Regions from separate parts of the Mus musculus genome. Here region 1 is linked to region 2. The links are chromatin contacts, called in public promoter capture Hi-C maps. All regions are on one chromosome and are shown on one strand. Each heading gives the region's core, a stretch centred on a gene start, on an enhancer-like site or on the middle of the called end of the contact. The rest is flanking DNA. Distances are from core to core; before and after follow the strand shown. Region 1 overlaps Gca (grancalcin). Region 2 holds the start of Ifih1 (interferon induced with helicase C domain 1).

The links. Promoter capture Hi-C pulls out the DNA fragments that hold promoters and counts their contacts.
Region 1: a promoter capture Hi-C map of macrophages shows a contact between it and region 2, with 7 read pairs. The contact joins the enhancer-like site here to the promoter of Ifih1 in region 2. A contact is called at or near these places in 1 of 39 promoter capture datasets (macrophages), 1 of 484 Hi-C or Micro-C datasets (nephron progenitors), 5 of 115 datasets of contacts at active chromatin or transcription factors (CD8 T cells, the SCID.adh cell line, bone marrow-derived dendritic cells and 2 more) and 3 of 9 other capture datasets (adipose tissue, bone marrow-derived macrophages and pancreatic islet).

The regions. Positions count from the first base shown.
Region 1 is chr2:62,679,867-62,682,566 of GRCm38.p6, reverse strand. The region is part of intron 3 of Gca (grancalcin); the gene reads right to left. Among named protein-coding and RNA genes, the nearest start is that of Gca, 17 kb to the right of the region's middle. Within about 2 kb of position 1,401, at least 21 of the 459 cell types and tissues checked have an H3K27ac peak or open chromatin away from gene starts, as enhancers often do. A contact at or near this core is called in bone marrow-derived dendritic cells and macrophages, where this site is marked.
Region 2 is chr2:62,644,824-62,647,523 of GRCm38.p6, reverse strand. Ifih1 (interferon induced with helicase C domain 1) reads left to right here and starts at 1,269. Exons shown (of 16, transcript NM_027835.3): 1 at 1,269-2,046. The coding sequence starts at 1,594.

The DNA of each region.
Region 1 (2,700 bases), core at 152-2,651, 35 kb before region 2:
ATGCCAGGGCCAAGAAGCAAGAGTGGGTGGGTAGGGGAGCAGGGCGGGGGGAGAGTATAGGGAACTTTCGGGATAGCATTTTAAATGTATATAAAGAAAATATCTAATTTAAAAAACAGAAATTAAAAATAACATAAACAGGGCTAGAGAGTTGGCTCAGTAGTTAAGAGCACTGACTGATGTGCCAGAGGTCCTGAGGTCAATTTCCAGCAACTACATAGTGGCTCACAACTCTCTGTAATGAGCTCTGATGCCTTCTTTGGTATGTCTTAAGACAGCTACAGTGTACTCATATAAATAAATAAATAAATAAATAAATAAATAAATAAATAAATAACTTTTTCAAAAAATTACATAAACAAGTAAGCATATATTCAATCTCAGGATAGAAATTTAAAGATGAAATATTTTTATACAGTAGAAAGACAGACTTTTCATGCCCAAAATGACAGATTTTACTTTATCCTTGGGTTGATTGGGGGTCAGGGTGGACTTCAACCCTTAAAGGAAAAGGAAATAACAGAAAATTATTTTGCAAGTTCGAAAGTCGAGAGATGTGGCTACTTAATGTTTATGCATAACGAGAAATGCTGAGAAACAACCGAGTTACCTTGGGAAAGGTGCCAACTGTTGAGGAATTGGCAGCTTCTGAACATGTGTGTGAAGGTGGGGCTAAAAACAGAACTGAGGGAAGGGCTATTTTAAGAGCATGCAAAGCCCCAATCCCCTCCCTGCCTTACGCCGTTGGACGGCTGGCACACCTACACGCTCACCCAGCAGGACTTCACTTTCTGGGGATGTTTCTGGACTGTGGGACAGGAGGCACAATGGGAATAATGAGCTGCAGAAAACAAGCCAATTACCTAAAAATTTACACAGAGTTAAGAACTGTGAAAGTCTGCCTTTTCTCTTAAGGAGAACAGGAGAAAAGGCAGCCCAGAGGAAACAAAGGAAATCTCTCATGACAGTGAGCCCCGAATCCCAGAGCGAAACTGCCCAGCTTCACCTTACACGGAAGAGCACAGTCTACCAGATCAGGGCTTTTACTCAGCATTTTTCTGAGACTTGAGCAACAAAGTGTTAGACACTCAAGAACTGACAGGGAAAATAACCAAAGAAGGTAGAAAAGAAAAGTAATTTTAAGGAAGAAAAGGCCATGTAATAAGCATATTAATAGTTTCAGCGAACTATTAATAGAAATAGAAAGTGTAGCATTTGTGAAAAAGGGCAGAAGCTCTTAGAGCGTACAAAACTACCACCCAAGATGAAAAGATACAGAAGGTTTATAAAAGAAAGTTGAGGACATTCCACAAAAAGGAGAAGAGATGACTTGGTCCAAATAATGCATATTACAGAAAGAGGAAACACCACTGAAGAAAATTTCCCAGAACAAAAAAGTACAAGAGATTCCAGACTGAACACACCCACTCAGTTCCCTCACGCAAGACCACGAGACACTACACTGTGACAGGCCAGAGCATCAGGGCCCTGTGAGAAACAGAATGATCCCTGAGCGTCCAGAGAGGAAAAGCAAAGCTGATGCCGGTGAGACAGAAACGTAGATGATGGACCTGCAGACCAGAAGACGTCCTTCTGAAAATATGTGTGAAACTGTTAACCAGACAGCAGCAGGAAAGTCTTTGGCAGGAGCATTAAAACCCCAGGCCTCCTCCTGCTTCTTCTAGTTGGACACCACCCACTGCTCTGTAAAACATTCTTTGTGAAGTATATGTGGAAATGGGCTGTCTCAGAGAACTCTACCCATTGACAAGCAGCCACTCAATGATTGAGACAAAAATGAAAGCTTCTTCAGACACTTAAAGTCTCAAAATTTGATAAAAGCCACTTAATGAGATACCTCAGTGGAATAAATACTAGACAACAAGAGGCAGACTAAGAGGAGAGATGCAACTCTGGAGTGGGGAAGAAGTGCAGAGTGGCAGTGAAAGACAGGGACCCTCCTGTAACACAGAGAGCATCCCAGGAAACCGGGGAAAATCAGAGGGACTCAATCCCTAGCAAACACCGATTTCCCAGACTCTAGAAGGCAATGCACATGTCCAGAAATGAGTCTTGGCTTAGCTCAAGCTGGACTATAGATGGATTTCTGGCCTTTAGATAAGAACCAGCATACCTCAGAAACTTTTGAAACAGGTTCCCATCTGCCAAAGGGAGACATTTCCTTTGCCTCTGGCAGAAGCGCAGGTGGTTCTCCATGGCTGTATTCCCGTGGTTGCCTATCAAAGCCTGTGCTGGCCTCGATGCGCCTACCGTGCCTATTCATAAGGCACTAATGTATCTCTCTAAGACCCTCCCCTTAACATTCTGGCCCTTCTCGCCTCCTCAGCCTTCCCTCCTCCCAACTATCCATCTGTTCTCTACATAACAAGCTTTTCCTCCTGCCCCCACCTCCTGATATCCTCACTGCCACCCCTACTTCCCCACCCTACCCCCGCTATTCTGTACTGTCCCCTCTCTTGCTATGTCCCTATTCCCCCTCCTCTTGCAGATAGCCCTGTCAATGTCCCCTGTCTTTTTTTCTTTACACTGGACTCTTCCATATGACTCTAACTACTTTCTCTCTTATGCACAATCAAATTCTTCCCTTAATGGAGCAGCCATTTCAGCAGTATCTTACCGCTACTAGCCACTGTGATTTCTGAGAAAGACAAAAGGCTACTTAACAAAGAAAGGTAGCCA
Region 2 (2,700 bases), core at 20-2,519:
AAAACGTTTTACAGAGTGCAGCTTACAATCGTTTAGAGTGGATCTCAGGTTTGTAATCGTAACTAGAGACTAACAGGAGGGCATGGCATAAAGTGCTGCTCTGGTTATTTTGAACGCTGTCACGAGGTTCATGAAAATCTTGCAGCTCTCCTACTGTTTTCAAAGAATCCCAGGCCTCCCTGGCCTCCCCAGATTTCAGTGAATATCTCCTCTAAAAGATTAATTTTTCTAAACGTGACTATCTGATAGCTTCTATTCTCCATAGGATTCTGGGCCAGGAAGTTCTTTTCAAAGTGTTAATGTTCCTCCATAGCTGGTGGTCTAGTTGCCTGCTTGGGGGACGGCAACCTACAGACTCTCTTTTATGCTCTTTCTGTACTGAAACAAAGCTGCTGTCTTTATTTCTCACTCTGAACGCCTCTTTTCTCCCTCCCATGACATAGACAAATGGTAATGTTTACTCCAAGGCAGTGCATTAGTTGCTAATTAAGTTACTAGATGCTTCAGCCAAAACGTGTTGTAATCAGTCCAAGAAAAGAATGGCAGCTATATAAAAAATAAGTTGTTGAGGGTTTTGTATTGTTGTTTTGTTTTTGTTTTATTGTAAGAGAGTTGTCTACTAGAGAATACAGGGACCTTGCATACTGGGAGTTAGGAAGCCTTCAGTCTTGGCTTCCTCCTAAACTCAGTTGGTGGCTAAAGTCAGCATGCATCTGTCATTAGGCAGGCCCCGGTCAAAGCTGAATAAATATTACACCGCCAAACAAAGCATGAGAAAATAAAGCTGTTGAGAGTAGTTCACTTTTTCATACTTAAGCCCCCGTTCTTGGAGGAACAAATTAGTTTTTGGGACCCCACTGGGCGGGAAGTTTATGGTAGGATGGATGCAGAAACGCCCCCTGGAGGTCTGGAACCTCTCTTTGTCTGCCCCACCCCCACCCCCACCCCTTGATCCCCACAAATGAGAATAACTCAATTTTCACATCAAGGCTTAGGGGCAATTCTTCCTTTCCCCCAAGACCTTCCTCGCCCTCTCCCTATTAACTGACAAGTGAGTACAGTCTTCTAAGCGGCACCCAGCGGTGAAGACAAAAGTATCCTTAAATAAAATAGTGCAGAGTACCGCTTGCTTTCTCAACACAAGGAAGAATTCGCGTTCCCTTTCCTGTTTCTCACTTTCTCACGGTGCTCTTGACCAAAGTCCTCACCTAACCCGCCGCTTCCACAGGCCTCCTCCACCCTCACGAAACTTATTCTCTGGCCCGGAAGTTGACGTTAGGAAAGTCTGGAGAAGAGAATCGAAACAGAAACCGATCTGTGGGTGGAAGGCAATACTTAAAGCTCCCTGAGGGTGAACGTCCCAGCGGCCGCAGAGCGAGAGCGGTCCCGGGTCTGTGCCCACCAGTTGCAGCGCTGTCCTGGCTCGTCTGCCCCCTGCCGGGTGCCACCGATCGATCCGGTGCTCGGAGGCTACTTGGTACCTGCGGCTCTCAGGCAGTTCAGGCGGGGACACATTCACTGCCACCTGAGGATCGTCCTCCCGCCCGCCCCGCCCGCCCGGGAGACTCCTCTCCCATTTCCTGAGACCTCACGATGTCGATTGTCTGTTCTGCAGAGGACAGCTTCAGGAATCTCATCTTATTCTTCAGGCCCAGGCTGAAAATGTACATTCAGGTGGAGCCAGTGCTGGACCACCTCATCTTTCTGTCTGCAGAAACCAAAGAGCAGATTCTTAAAAAGATCAACACCTGTGGTAACACCAGCGCGGCAGAACTGCTGCTGAGCACCTTGGAGCAGGGACAATGGCCTCTGGGATGGACGCAGATGTTCGTGGAGGCCCTAGAGCACAGTGGCAATCCCCTAGCCGCGCGCTATGTCAAACCCACACTCACTGATCTGCCCTCTCCTTCCTCTGAGACTGCCCATGACGAGTGTCTCCACTTGCTGACCCTCCTCCAGCCCACTTTGGTGGACAAACTTCTGATTAACGATGTCTTGGACACTTGCTTCGAGAAGGGACTATTGACAGTCGAAGACAGAAATCGGGTAGGTGTCAATGTAGTCGGAGACAGGTTTCTGGAAGATTTTGGGAAGCAGGAAGCAGGGTTGCTTGTACATTTTTTCCCTAGAGGGCGGCTTTTGACTTCTGTCAGCGCAACCTCCCCATCTTGTATAATTGTTCAAAATAACCCACAGGGAGTCCATTTAACAGATGAGAAAAACAAGGTAAGTTAAACAATTCATTCTTGGTCTCCCAGGAAGAACAGAAGCGGCCTTGCCATCATTATGATTAATCAATTCCAGGTGATACTGAATTTTATGATTTAGTTTTACCTATTCCTCAGTATGTCAGCCAGTAAGCTATGGCCCACCCGCTGCATCTAGCCTTCTATTCGTATTTTAAGAACCAGAAACTAAGAATGTTCTTTAGCTGTCTGATTTTTCAATTGTAAGTGTTGATAAAGTTTTATTGGAACTCTCGTCCTTAGTGCTTATTATATACTTTTTTATAGTTGCCTTTTCACGGTTGGGTGTGGGTAATATGGCCTATAAGGCTAAAATATTTATTACCAGGTTCCCAATGTCCCCCTTCCATGTCTTAGAGTTTGTAGAGCTTAGTAAATAATAAATAAGTCAGATGAGGAATTAGTTCTTGTTTCTCTGTTTCTGATCAGAGTTTTCTTATTGTCTAGAGTTCAA